Regions from separate parts of the Sus scrofa genome. Here region 1 is linked to region 2. Evidence: chromatin contacts called from public Hi-C data. All regions are on one chromosome and are shown on one strand. The core of a region is the stretch at or near the end of the contact, and the rest is flanking DNA. Distances in the headings are between cores, read along the strand shown.

What was found. Hi-C and Micro-C count contacts between places; a contact is called where the count stands out from the background.
Region 1: a Hi-C map of embryonic fibroblasts shows a contact between it and region 2, with 1.8 times the contacts expected there. The contact joins the promoter of LMO4 here to the enhancer-like site in region 2. A contact is called at or near these places in 3 of 47 Hi-C or Micro-C datasets (adipocytes, embryonic fibroblasts and retroperitoneal adipose tissue) and 1 of 2 datasets of contacts at active chromatin or transcription factors (skeletal muscle).

Annotation. Positions count from the first base shown.
Region 1 is chr4:128,904,195-128,911,292 of Sscrofa11.1, forward strand. LMO4 (LIM domain only 4) reads right to left here and starts at 3,795. Exons shown (of 5, transcript NM_001112686.1): 1 at 3,668-3,795; 2 at 3,029-3,267. The coding sequence starts at 3,264.
Region 2 is chr4:128,485,090-128,492,579 of Sscrofa11.1, forward strand. No RefSeq gene overlaps it. Among named protein-coding and RNA genes, the nearest start is that of LMO4, 420 kb to the right of the region's middle. Within about 2 kb of position 3,737, at least 6 of the 83 cell types and tissues checked have an H3K27ac peak or open chromatin away from gene starts, as enhancers often do. A contact at or near this core is called in embryonic fibroblasts, where this site is marked.

The sequences.
Region 1 (7,098 bases), core at 2,545-5,044, 420 kb after region 2:
CTGCCTGGGCCCCACCGGTCGGTCCCCGAACTTCCTCCCCCGGCCGCACTTTCCGCGCCAGCCTCCAGCCCGAGGCGGGGCGCAGGGGGGAGGATTCGAAGAAAGAGAAACGGAGTTTCTGGAGCTACTCGGAGGCGCTGGGGGCCGGGGGTGGGGGGAGCTGGGGGGGGCGCAACGGCGGGGGCGGCGGTCAAGGTTCGCGGACTTTGGAAGCGGCCGAAGGCGCGGGGGGCCGGGCAGCCGGGGGCCCCTTTAAGGTCCTCCCGTCCCTGCTTCTCCCCTCCCCCCAGGCTCTCCCTCCCTCTCTTAGAGGCCAATTTTGTTAATTAAATGTTTTGTTTGCGACGCAGCTCTCATTCACTGCGGACACGTCATTCGGAGCAGATCTAAGCCAGAGACCAGATCTCATTAGATAAAGCCCATCAGAACTAAGAAAATGGAGGAGCCACTAATTAAAGCTTTTAATTGTGCGGATTCGCTGCAGCAAGGCGGCCGCTTTATCTGAAATCTTGGAGGGAGAAGAGGCAGAAGCCCAGCTCTACCCCATGGACACTTGGTCGCGCAGGGGGAAGGGCCTGGGGGAAAGCAGCACCCACCGCCCCCCCAACTCCCCCCACCCCAGCCCGGGCCTCCCCAGCTCTCCCGAAGCTTTTTAGCCAGACCTTGGTTGTATTCAGAAAACCACAACCTCAAAGGCAGACAGTTTAAAAGCCCCTTAATAAATCGCTCTGTGGTCCCAGCTGGGGCCGAAGGGTCCCTTCACCTGGCGGCCGGCGGGCGGATTAGCCGCAATCCTCGGCTGCCGCCCTGGTCCCCGTCCCCGCAGAACTGAAAGCTCCTCCAACAAGTGGACTGAGCGGAGACTGGGGGGGGGGGGGGGGGCCTCCCCACCCTTCTGGAATCTGGGAAGGCAGAGGAAGGACCCCTGAAGGAAGACTTCTGCGACATCCCTTAAACTTGGGGGGCGGGGCGGGGATCCGCTGCTGAGCCCTGAGCAGTGAGAGGGGATCACTTTGGTGCTGAGAGAGAACTCGTCTCAACTGGACAGACCTAAGGTCTCAGGCAGCCTGGGTGCAAGAGCAAGCCTATAGCTCCAGTTTTCCAAATCGGGGGGAAGAGCAAGGAGGGGAGACTATGGACCCAATTAATTAAGGCTTGGAGCTGGGCACTCAGCCTCCATTGCGCCATTCAGGCACCAGAAGACACCAAATGGGCATTTGTATTTGTTCCCAAGAAGAAGGAAAGGAATGGAGGTGATTCCCAGGAAGCCACTTGCCTCAACTCGTCTTGAGGGAATACAAGTGGACCCGTCTTCTTTTTAATGAGTGGTAATCAGAGGCGAAGGTTTTCTGAGGCACCAGGAGAAGATAGGAATCTCCCATTCACCGCTTCTGAACAGCACGGCCAGGTTTTCCCCTTGAAACCACCCTCCTTCTTACCCCAGTTCTGCTCTCTATTTAATTACAATACTGTCAAAGCCCATGGCATGGCTTGGAAGGAGCACCAGAAAGCATTACAGCCACGCTCCTGCGGAGTTTCCAACGTGTACTTCTCCAAGAACACTTAGTGAAATTAATGCTGCCATCTTAATTTAAAAATAAAAGCCCTTTCCCTTCCTATATTTCTTTTATTTGGCTGATTGAAGATGCCGGCAACGAGGACACAGGTTGCGTTACTGGAAGAACCAAATGTCATCTTATTCCGTCATTTTACATTAATGATGTGGCTGCGTAAACACTGCCATAGTCAGCCCCGAACTGCTCTAGGATCCTTTGCAGTTTGATTCGTAGAGTGAGGGAATCACGATGGAGCTGAACTTTGAACAAAATGCCTCATCCACTGATTCAGCCGCGTTGAAGAAAGAGCCAAATTTTCTACCCTCTATGAAGCAAAGGGTTGAGGGCAGAAATTTACATAGAACGCAATTCTTAAAGGGAGCGTTCTCTAGTATCCACCGTATGCGTGTGGTTTTTTTTTTTTTTAATTACTGGATGTTGAAACAGAACACCTCCTAGAAGCATTCATGTGCATCAGTCTATCAAACCATTTACTCAAATTAAATGTGTAATCCTTCAAATGCCTCCTTTCAAATTAATGAGTTTAAGTAGCTTGAGTTCACCTGAAAAGATCCTATAGGCACCTGACCTCCTGAATTCCTTCCATTAATTGCACTGAAACTTGTTGGAAAAGACTGCTTACACGGGCGTATGAATGTTCCTATACATTGCTTTAAAATGCACGATTAGTATAATTCTATAGCCTCTTTTCCTAAATCTCTTTTGGGGATCAAGGGTAGTGATACAAATGACAACAACAAAAACCCCCAAATCTGAACATTCCTCAGTTGAAAGCACTGCAAATTCTACATCTCAAACCACACACTAACACTGGGCGCTGCAGGCCTCCGAGTAACAGTATAGAAAGAGGGTTATGACCATGAAGTGCTCTTTTTTTTTTTTTTTTTTCCTGGTTCGGGTTACTTTGCTATAAGAAGAATTACAAGTCTTTAAGCTGATGGCTAATCAGCATTTTTCACCAGGAGCACAAAGAATGAGTCACAGTTTTCCACTCAAATAAAGTTTAAAGGTGCTTATGTAAATATCATCATTAGCCAGCATCACAGGCAAATCATTTCTCACTAACTACACTTGTTTTTAAGTCAATCTTTTGTCCCTTTAAGAAAGCAGCTTCACTCCCCCTGGCAATGTTTATTTTTAGTGGAAGGTCCAACTGGGGCCGACCCCTTTAAATCCTGCTCCCAAGAATGGCCCAACCTTTGCACACCTAGCTGCCCAGTCCCACCACATGGGCGGTTTTAGTATGGCATTCGCCATTAACTTGCCATGAAAAACTGGAAGATTAACACATGCCTTTTTTAACCCCTTAAATTTCGGCCAACCAGGTTTTCGAGGTGAAGGCTACGCTGTACCCTCCCAGGTGCCCGGCTCCTTTCCTCAAAGCCCTCGGTAACCTCTGGCCTTGCCGTCGCTCTGCCGGCCCGGGTCGGGGACAGGCAGCCAAGCCTTACCTAATGTAGTCATTTCTGCAAAGGATCATGCCGCTCTTGGTGTAACAGGACGTGCCGATGTCGCCCAGCTGCGCCTGGCAGCAGGAGCACTTGAGGCACCGGCTGTGCCAGTAGCTGTCCATGGCATAGAGCAGAAAGCGGTCCGCGATCTTGCCCCCGCAGCCTGCGCACCGCTTCCAGGAGAGGGAGCCGGCCGTCACCGGGGGCGGCTGGGAGCTGCTGCCCGGGTTCACCATGGTCTGCAGAGGGCGGGAAGGGGCCAGGGAGAGAAAGAACAGGGCGATGCAAAAGTTAGTAATCGCCGCGCCGCAGCGAACCCGGTCCCCCCACGTCTGCTGGAAGGAAGCAGCAGGGCCGGGGCGGGAAGGACGACGAGGGGAGAGGGAAGGGGGAGGCTGGCGGGCGGCAGCCGCCTGTTTACTTTTCTCAAGCTTTGTTCTGGGGCCACGAGCTCCTCTCAACTTTCCAGCGCTCGCCGCCGCTGACAATCCCAGCTCGGGTACTGTCAAAACTCCGGGAGCGAGGCTCCGCCGCGCGCTCCACCCCTCGCGGCGCCGCCCCCGCCCCGCCCCCGCCCCCCGCCCCCCCCCCCCCCGCCGCCGCCGCCGCCCGCAGCAAACGAGGGGCGAACCCACCCACCGCCGCGCCCGGCCCCTCCCCGGGCCCCGCCGAGGGGCGCGGGGAGGCGGCCCCCGCCGGAGCCACGTTCCCGGCCCTGCGCTGCCTCGGGAGGTGCAGCTGCAGTTCCCAAGTTGGAAAGAGTTGGGCTTCCAGAAAGGGAAGGGAGGAACCCGCCGAGGGGAGAAGGGGAGCTGGGGGTGGGAGGGGAGCCGAGGGGACCGGAGCGGGGGGTGCGCTGTGTAAAGTTGCGAAACTGGTTTTTCGTATTTTAAACAGCACCTTTCACATGCCATTGTGGTGACCGCCATCTCCCATTATTGTTCCAAATCTCATTTCATTTTGAAGATCAATGAATGTTTTCTCTGGGTTTTCGGGACACAGGCAAGAATAATAGATCATTGAACTTTAGGATGCCTGTTAACTTCCTAGACAAACACTCTCCACTTCGGTCCCACTAATCTGCCCTTGATCAGCAATTTAAATGCTAAAGCTTTGTTCCTCCAAAGGGGGGGGGGGCAGATAATATGCGAGAAGCCAGTTAAAAGATGCACAAGTTATATCCAAGCCAGCCCTGCTGTCACCAAAAACTGCTTTTAGAAATTCCCCACTCTTCCTAATGAATGTCACGAGAGAAGCAACTGGGGGATAATATAGGAATCAATTTATAAAGCTTAGCCTAAACCGATTAATTTGTTGCCTCCAATCCCGAGTCCAATAAAGTCCTAGTGTTCCTCCAGTCACTTATTCTATAAAAAGATCAAGTTATTTACTGCCAATTAAGCAGCCTGTTTTGTCTTTGTCCTCTGCAAGCCGAGAGTGCGGGCTCCCCCCAGGCTCCGGCTATCTGCTCAAGACGTTCAGCTGACACCTCAGAAGGGAGAGAGCGAACTTTGCCTGTCCCCGGCCCAACTTGGCTGCTGGAAGGAAAAAAAAAAAAAAAAAAAAAACACGAGGGGAAGGGAACGAAACAAGGACTCGGGTTCCTTAAATAGGCCGATTTTAAACACATTTCCTCCGAAAGAGTCCCGGAACGTGTGTCCAGTGACCGCACAATAAACCAGAATAAGAACTGCACCAATTAAGCTGTAACAAAACCCTGAGACTTTGGAAAGGGGACCACTCTAAAACCCATTAGCATTGCATTTATCCGAATGCATCATACCTTTATGTAAATTGATTTATCTGATGCATTTACTCGAGGAATTGCTTTTTGTTACAATTTCAGCCCTAACCCAAATGAATCTGCATTTCCTGCCCTAGGTCTTTAAACTGTGCGGGCCCCCCCCTCCACGTTTTAATCGCACTGAATTCCTTTTTAAAAGAGGAGAGGGAGGGAGGGGAGGTGCCGAGCTCTCCCCCGCCCCCATCTTTGGTGAGAGGTAAATATATATGTATATTTTTTTTTGAAAAGGAAACATTACACTGAGAAAAGCATCCAGTAACCCCATTAGCTAAAGCTCTTAAGGACAAGCAATACCTTAATGCTGATTAAATCTAAAAGAGATGAATCAAGAGGACTGACCAGAAACTGACTCCCCTGATAACTCAGGACGGGCCCTCATCAAGTTTCATTTAGAGTTGGAAAAAAAAAAAAAAGGAAGCTTTTAAGTTAAATAGGCTTATACTCTAGTAATTACATAGCCAAGCAATTTAGGTCCTGGGATAGTCAGTGAAATAGAAAGCAGAACTGGCAGCTAGAGGCAAGAACCGCCCCCCCCCCCAACAACGTCTCTGGTGTTTTTTAATGGAGACCGAGGGAGGGACAGACGTAGCGCTGGCAATTTGTAGTACAAAAATGGATGCTTAATTCATGTCTTGATTTTAATTAGGTGATTCACCAGATTTCTCCTGGATTGGAACAAAAGACTTATAAGCCAAGAGGATTTTTTTTTTTTTTTAAAGAACCAGCAATGCCGAATCCTGCTCACTTAGGTCCTTTCTGCCACTGTTTCAAAAATAGTGTTTACGGCGGCGGCGGCGGGGGGGGGGGGGTCGTGACTATTTCCCCCGCACGACTTCCCAGAGCCAGACCCTTCAAGCACCTCCTGCCTGGCCTCTCGGAACTGAAAGTACCCCACCCCCTCCCGGGTCCCCACCAGCCGGGTCTCGGAGAAGAACCCTTTTGTAAGCAGGAACCGCTACAAAGCTGGCGGCCCGGGGCTGCCTCGGCGCTGGCTCGCAGGCCGGCCTCGCTAGTTTCAGACTCGCGCATTATCGAAGCCGACGTATTGTTTACTTGCAATTTGGGACGCTCAAGGGAAGGAAGCCAAAGGAAACAGCCCTGGCCCCGATCGGGCCCCTCGCCCCGGTCCCCCCTCCCTGCCCGCGGCTCCCCGGCCGTCCCCTTACCTGCTTTTCCCCTATATTGCAAGACTGCGCGAGGCGGCGGCGGCGAAATGCGAGCGAAGCCGCTCGGCTTCCGAGGAAGGGGCGCCGGGGCTGGCGGAGCAGGAGGGAGGGGGTGTCCTCGCAGAGGCAGGAAAGGGGAGGAGGGGGCGAAGGGCTTTTTTTTTTTTTTTTTTTTTTTTTTTTTAACGCGCGGCTCTGGGGCTGGGCTGGGGGGCCCGCGTCAGTGGCAGGCGGCGGGGAGCAGAAGTGTCCGTCTCGGTCCGGGTCGTGCTCCTCGGCGTCCGGCTGGGCGCGAGCAGCCGCAGGAGCCCTCGGGCCGCGGCGCCGCGGCAGCAACTGCTGCAATCGCCGCTGCAAGTTTGGCAATGTGGCTTCACTTTGTATATCCCCGCCCGGCGGCCCCCGCCCCGCCCGCCCGCGCGCCTCCGCTGCTCCTCCTCCTCCTCCGCCTGCCTCCCTCCCGCGCGCCCGCTCGCTCGGGGCGGCCGGCGGCGGCGGCGGCGGGCGCTCGGCCGGGCTTCCTGCACCTCCGGCCGGGGGGCGGCCGCGGACACCTCGGCCCCGGGAGCGGCGGCGGCGGCGGCGGCCGGGGCGGCGGCCGGGAGGCGGGGAGCTGGGCGGCGGGGCCCGGAGCGCCCGAGCCTGCGCCGCGGCCGGGGCGGCTGCCGGGGCGGCTGTGCCCGGCTCGGAGGCGGCGGCGGCGGCGGCGGCGGCGGCGGTGGTGGCGGCGGCGGCGGCGGCGGCGGCGGCGGGCGGGCCTCTAGCCGGCTCGCGGGCTCCCGGCGCGGCTCTTCCCCATGTGTTACTGACGGAGCAGAATCCCAACTGCTCCCGGCTCTGCCGCCGACGTCAGCGACCCTCAGCCACTGGGCGGCCGGATTGTTGAGGCGGAATAATAAAACCTGCCAATCGGGGCCGGGACAAAGGATGACTGAAACCAGACTCCGGGGCGGGGGCCGGCGTCGGGCGGCGGAGCGGGCCGAGGGAGGAGCGGCCTCGGCCCCGATCTGGTCCCCGGGCGGCGCCGGGCGGCCCCCGCGGCGCGGGATGGCGAGCGAGGCGCCGGGCACCGCACCTGCCCCCCGCGCCGGGCGCCCGGG
Region 2 (7,490 bases), core at 2,487-4,986:
TTTCCAGGAGACCATCCCCGGTTAGTTCACGCCCTGGAACTGCTTTGCTTGTTTTAAATAGGTCCCTTGTTCGCTCAGACCCCTACATATGAAGGAGGTCCAGCCTCAGGAAAGTGACCTGTCTATATGGTTTTCCTCCTCTCGTATTTATTTTGTCTTCCCCCCAGCTCCTCTTTCAAACAATTCATAGTTACCAAAAGATTTATTAAATTTCTCGCCAGAGTTTCCCTACTAAATGCAAACTGTGATTCTGCCTCTAGCCGAGCAAGATGCAGTCACTCAACAGGCCGGAGATTTCTTTTCTTAATTCTTAAATGTTTCCCTTCCTCCATTCCTTGTGAGACAGGTGAGAAAAGCAATTGCCCCCGCTGCTTAATGCATCACAACTCAGAAACTCTCTCCATCCCTGTAATTCTGAATCCCAGCCCAGCTGGCGGTTCCTGGATTTCAGACCCTGAATATGAGTTCAGCACTTTTAAATCAATCACTCCGAACAGTATTTCTGTCAAATGGAAACCTTTTCTTCTTTGGCAGAAAGGCTTTCCTGATTTCGACTGCAGCCCTGGAGAACTGAGCAGTCTCATAAATGAAACCAGGATGTAGGAGAAAAATTAAACTAGATATAATTTTCTAACGTTGTCATTGGAAGAGTCCTGTTCCACTCACTGTGCAGTAAGATGAAGGCACTGCTGACCCTGTAAGAGTTTTCACGCCGTTCCCCCTTCCAGGCGAATGGCTCGCTGCTGTTTGACCAGCAAGGGGTCGCTTGGGTTAGGAGGGAATAGGAGGAGGAGCGAAACACTCCTTGGGGTCTCTTCCCCGAACTTAAAATTCTCCTCCAATTACTAAAATCCTCTACCAATTAGACTGCTTCGTAAACGCCGCTCGTTATTGCTCTTAGCAACTCCTGCCTCTCCCCCCACCCCCGAAAGTCCTGTTGGTGGGGGTGGGATGGGGGGACAGGACGAAGGCCTCTTGGTTTAAGCCAGGTGTGACACAGGAGCTGCAAAAATGACACTTCTGCCTCCGTTCTGCTGGGGCAAGTTGAAACCTCAAGCCTCGAAACTAAAGAAATAACATCAAAGCCCTGAAAAGGATACAAAAGACTCTCTTTGGGGCCTTAAATAATAATAACAAAAAAGTTTTAGATCATGCTATTCACAGGGTGCTGCTCTTTTTTTTTGGTCTTTTTCTGGGGCTGCTCCCGCGGCATATGGAGGTTCCCAGGCTAGGGGTCAAATCGGAGCTGCAGCTCCCGGCCTACGCCAGAGCCACAGCAACGCGGGATCCAGTCCTCGTCTGCGACCTACCCCACAGCTCACGGCAACACCGGATCCTTAACCCACGGAGCGAGGCCAGGGATCAAACCCGCAACCTCATGGTTCCTAGTCGGATTCGCTAACCACTGAGCCATGATGGGAACTCCCAGAGCGCTGCTCTTGGCTCTTCTCCTGTACCCTCCGTGAATGCCACTGATGACCCACACATCAACACGGAAATGAATGCTTCCTGTGTTCTCAACCTCCTGCTGTACTCTTCATTTCCTATGTGCGTGGTGCTCCGACCACCTAACGTAATCTACAGTATGCACCGGGGCCGAGTCCCTAGAGTTCTTAAGAAGTTTCCTAAAGAGGTGCTAATTTTCTGCACCAGATTTTTGCTTTGAAGGATATTTACGAAGGTGTTTCCCGCCACGTTTTATGTGATGGCTGTGTCACCCACACCTTGATTTCTTCACGGTGCTCCAGATATTCCACATGACCCCTTAGATACCGTGCAACTCTTTCATCTATGGATAACCGTTGATTTATAGATATTAGACATGAGGATTTGAGCTCTCAGTTAGATTGGAGCTGGCAGTTAGAGGGAAATGGGAACGGTGGGGAAAGAAGATTTAAACATGCATGGAGTTGAGCATGGCTGACAAATTTATGGAGATAATTTTGAAATAAGTACATTCATTCATTCATTCAATATTTATTCAACACATATTTATTGAGCGTTTACTATTATTGTGTATTGAGTGCCAGGCACTATGTTAGCTGTTGAAATTCAGCGGGAAAAGAAACAGACGTGCTCCCTGGCTTTATGAGTTCGGGACATTGGCCTCAGCAGCAGGAAGACCAAGTTTTTGAATTCTTGAATGAAACATTGCTGTAGAATTGCTATAGAATCCCGAAAGTCTAATCTAAATATGAAACAATAGGGCAGGGAGCATATAAGAAGTGTATTTCAAATGAATGGCTAAAAAACCACATTATTCAAAGTTTGAGCTGAGAAGCACCTTAAAGATGAACTTCCCAGCCTCCCCGTTAACCGTGATGAAAGTCCTGTTTATGTCGCACGTGGTTAATTGCCGAGCTGAATCCAGAACCCGCATCTCTGGACGCGCAGGAAAGTACCTATCGAATGAGGGCTCTCTGAATATTTGTCTCGTAGAATTCCACCAGGGAGTGTACAAAGGAAAAAGTGCCAGGCTCTGAAGTGTGCCCTCACCCCCACTGGCATGCGGGACCCTTAACCTCCAGCACATCAGAAGGGGACCTTACACGGAAATAGATCTCCTTTAGACGAAATTCACGAAAGTAAGATGAAGTGGTGCTGGCATAGCGTGGGGCCCTAACTCAGCACGTCTGATATCCTTGTATAAAGAAGTCATTTGGAATCTGACCTGTACAAACACACACACACACTGCGGTATAAGAACTGGAGTTACACTGTCAAAAACCAGAGAGCTCCCAGAAGCTAAGAGAGGCCTGAGAGAGGTCCTTCTCTGCTGCCTTCAGAGGAAGCAAGAATCTGCTGACCCTTTGATCTCAGATGTATAACCTCGAGAACTGAGACGACAAATTTCTGTTCAGTCATAGTTTGTGACGCTTCCTCACACAAATTACGAAGCTATCGTAGAGCACAGCTCCACGAAAGGTCTACTCCGCTTTTGCGTCTTCGTTCCTTTACTTACTCATCAAATCAAATTTATTGAGCACCTGCTACGTGCGAAGCACTACACAAAACCCTGGGAAAACAAAGATGACAAAGACCGGATCACCATCTTCGAAAAGCACATGAATATTCCAGAGCGTTAAATAATTCTATCATTGGGTCCCTCCCACCCCAATCTGGGATCCACTTCCATCTGTGTGAGTCTTTCCCCATAAGGATGATTTATTCCTCCAATCGACTCCGAAAGACTAGACTCCACTTCTGTCTCAGGCCCAGGCTCTTCCCTGGAATTATATGAACATGTGGCTTTCCCAGGAGTAGTAACTGTCTCCAGCCAGTGAGTCATGGGCTGGGGGTGGAAGCCAGGCCAGTGACAGTCCCTCAGCGTGCTATTAACCAAGCAGCTCAAATCCACCCACCAGAGGAGCACAGCGAGGCCACCCCCGAGTCCCTGTCATGCTTTACCAGGGCTATAAAGGGAGTATTTAAAATTTTAAAGTTTTCCAATGAAATATACAAAAGTTGGTTATTTAGCAGTTTATCAACTTTACCCTTCTGTGGCAAAGGGAATCGACAGTGAAATTGCTCAAAGGCGGCTTCAAAACTCCTTTCTGCCATTTTATTGCAACTTTAAAGAGGGCGAAAAACAAGTCCCGCAGTAGGTCCCTGGCCGGCTCTGCCGCTGCCCCTCCGAGGGCACGTTTGCGCTTCTCCAGCTGGTGCTGCTGGAGTCAGTCCCTTTGGGCCCTGGCTGGGACCACATGGCCGGTCAGCCTTCCAGGGCTGTGTCTGTGGCAACCAGAAGCCAGAGGAAAGCTCTGGCTGTGTAACCATCACTCAGGGCCCCTGCCTCACCGTCCCTGTCGCCTCTCCCCGTGTCCCCAAAGCTTCCTGGCCCCGCTGACCCAGCGGCTGCTTTCCTGGAAAGGACAGTGAGAACGAATTCAAGAGGAATACCAGGCGTGCAAAGGTGCTGTGTGCCCTTCAGTCCTTTCTCCTGCTGAGGAAGGGAGGAGCCCCACCTGCGCGGGGAGGGGGCACCACCAGACTTCGCCTGAATCCTAAGGAGCATCCATGCTGCTTGCGCTTCTAGAAACCCCGCTGGGAAAGGCCTGAAAGATGAACTTCTAAGTGAGTTAATGAGGGTCTTATTGTCCGTGGGTTTTAGTTCAGTTGCCCTTTTTTAAACTTGAGGCCAGCCTCCTTTAAATTTCACCTTTTTAGCCGGAAAAATTAAGTGTGGGTTCATAACGTCCAGAGCAGCCCTTTCAAATGGTAGAGCAGGAGCCAAGAGGCCTTGAACTCCAGAGCTCTCGTTAGGGCCTCTTGGCCCTTTTGCATTTCTGTTTTACTGTCTCTTCTCCCTGGGGAGCTGAACTAGTCCCTCCTACCCACCCCCACCCCGGTTTCTATAGGGCTGCCTGGAATTAAGCCTCTGCCTCGGCGGGTACCATCCTGTACCTGCTTGTCCATGCGGGGCAATGGCAGCAACTACAACCACACCCGGAGAGAAGGGGACCCCAAGTGGGCTGCAGGGAGACATCCACATTCCAGCAAGTGGCTATGAGATGGCCGAGAGGCAAGAACACGAAGGAACCATTTGTCATCGGAATTGTGTCTTCATTCACTTATTTATTCGAAAGTGTCTATCGAGCACATACTGTGTGTCAGGTGCACATGCCTCTAGGGATGGGGCTGTGGCCCAGAAACGGACTCTCACATCCGCACAGAGCTCACGGTTTGATGAGAGGGAGGCAGCCGACAAATGATGATGTAAATTAATGAATTAAAAGTACAAGCGTCACTGCTGAGAAGGATAATTATTAGTGCTAGGTGGGCAGCCAAAGAGCCAGTGGTACCGAGTCCGGGCGGGAGGTTGTGGTGAGAGGGTCTCAGGCCTGCCTGAGAAAGTAATTACGGAACGAAGACGTAAAGACACTGTAGGAATCCGTTGAACAGCGAGAGGTGGATGTGGGCATGGGAACAGGGTAGGGGCATTCCAAGCAGAGTGTGGAGAGAGGTCAAACATCCTTTGTCAAAGGGAGAAGCACGCAGGTCAGGAACTCACCTGAACGCCTGCAGAGAAAGGGGTGAAATGAAGCTGGAGTGGTTGGCGGGAGGCAGCCCGTCCGGGCAGGGATTGGCAGACCCTATGAAAGCTCTGGAAGCCGTCCAAGGAGCAAGGAAGAGCCACGGAGCGCCTTCAAGCAGGGAGAGGAGCATGAGGAGAAAACCACTGCTCCTGCCAAGTCCACATAGAATTAGCTGCAACCTGTGAAAACTTCATGCTACCGCCTTACTCCCCTCCGAGCCCAGAGCCCCATCTAAACCCCAGGTAACCCCAGTTTACCCTGGGAATCCTAAAGGCTCCAACTAATCCTGTTTCCTTGCACAGTGATCGCACAACTTCATGTTTCCCAGCAAAGGGGGTGGCACGTCGCTCTTTAAAAATCCAGCAATTTGGACGGCCCACCTCGCAAGATTAGCAACTAATAAGAGATTTCGAAAAGCATGCGTTCCATTTGGAACACCTCAGCAGAGCCACCTGCTAAAGGACTAAGTACAACGTTTTTCAATACATTTCTAATTTACCTCACTATCTATCCCCAGCTTCTAACTCAGCATGGACTCTCTAGACTATCAAATTATCAACAGTGATAGTAATAGAATGTAAGTTGTTTACTTTCGGAAAGAATGGGCTGATTCATACCAGCAGAGCAATAACCACACTTGCATGTTACTGGCCAAGAAACCCTGGCTATTACCCAAATTGGGGTAAATCACACCACAAAACACATGTTAATTTTGGCCGCCCCTCCTCACTTAACGAAATGTTTATTTCACATTATCTGAGCTCCCTGCATTCATTTTCTCTGCTCTTCAGCGCAGTGGCGTCGGAGGGGCTCCTTTCAAAACCTGAGTCCTCTCCGAGCCGTTTGGTCTGGTTCAGAGCTTTCCATCGTCCTGGGCTGAGGACGGAACTCTGCTTCACCCCCATGAGCCAGACGCCCGGGCCCTGTGCGGTTCAGCCCCCTGGCGCCGTGCTGCCCATCCCCTTCTGTGCCCGCGCTCCGGGGGTGTGTGTATGTGTGCGCGTGAGTGCTGTGGATGCGCCAGCCCCATCCTCAAGGTGAGTGTGGGCTGGTGAGAGCGGTCCCGTTACAGTGTGTGGATTCCCTGAAAGCTGCATAAGTGGGCCGCTTTTCACCGAGCCAGGGCAGAATCCCCACCAAGCTTGGATGCCCAACGTTTACTCCAGGCTCCTAAGATCTGGGAGGTCTTTCTGGATCTGGCGTCATCTAACAGGCAGCTCAGGAGCGACAGCCACACAATTGAAAACTTCATATGTGTTCGGATCCTGGCTCCTCCTTTTTTTTTTTTTTTTTTCCTTCTACGGGAAGCTCGTTTTCCAAATTATACTGTGAGCTCCTTGAAGGCAAAATCATTCCTTCCACTCGCATCTCCTGAACATCATCCATGCAGGGCTGGCCCCGTGGCGTGTGCTGCTAAATAGATGACGACCAATTAATAGGAGAGTCAATCCTTACCTCGGAGAGCGGGGGGGAGGGGAGCGAGTGGGAAAAGTGCTGGGTCTTCCCCTCCACCGGGTGAGAGGCGTGGCTATGTGGGACAGGCTGGCACCAAGACAGGGCTTTATTGGTGCTTAATTCTTTTTTCCAATTTAACAGTGATAATGATATAATGACTATATGATTTAATTGGCAGGTACGAGCCAGAAAAAGACCTCACTAACTCACACTAATGAGAAGGAGGCCCATTGCAGTCCGACTGAGGTTGCGCTTAGTAATTGATTTTCTATTTTTAAACCATGTGCTGAGCGCGCTCTTGCCAACATACACACGAGTTGACTGCAACACAGAATACACTTTGTTCTTTCATTTTGTCAAGTGTAGTTGCCTTTTAATTATTTATGATAATACTTAATAGTATATTAGTAACTGTCCTGCCGTGTGGCATGTAAAAATAATGAAGTCTTAGTAATGTGAGAACATGATAGAGCTCTCAGCTATTAAATCTTTGCTGCGAAGTGACGTGAGACTGGGGGTTCTTTGTGAGAATGGGGGGCTTGCAGATTAGGGAAGTGAAAATTAGCAAAGTTTTTCAACATCATAGTTTTGAAGTAGAGATGGCGATATTTTAAAATACATTGAACACGACTAATATGTTTGAATAAGACAAACACGTTAAGATACATGTTTCTTTTATGGAGGCTGCTTTGGAGATATTAAGACTTCATACAAAAATAGGCCTCGGCTGCTTTTCTACTTGGTGGCAGACTTTTCTATACTTTATTTTCACTTCTGACTCCCACAAAACACATTCTATCTCCAGATTATTAAGAATAATTTGAGCATGTGAAGGTTTTTTAAATTTCAAATGAATCTTTCTTATGGTTATGGATGGAATTATAATCATTTCCTGAGGAAAAAATAAGATTAATGTTTTAAAAGTTATATAAGACTTGACTTCATATTTTTGCTATTGGTATATTTTACATAGTTTTTTTTTTTTTCTCTTTGCTTAAC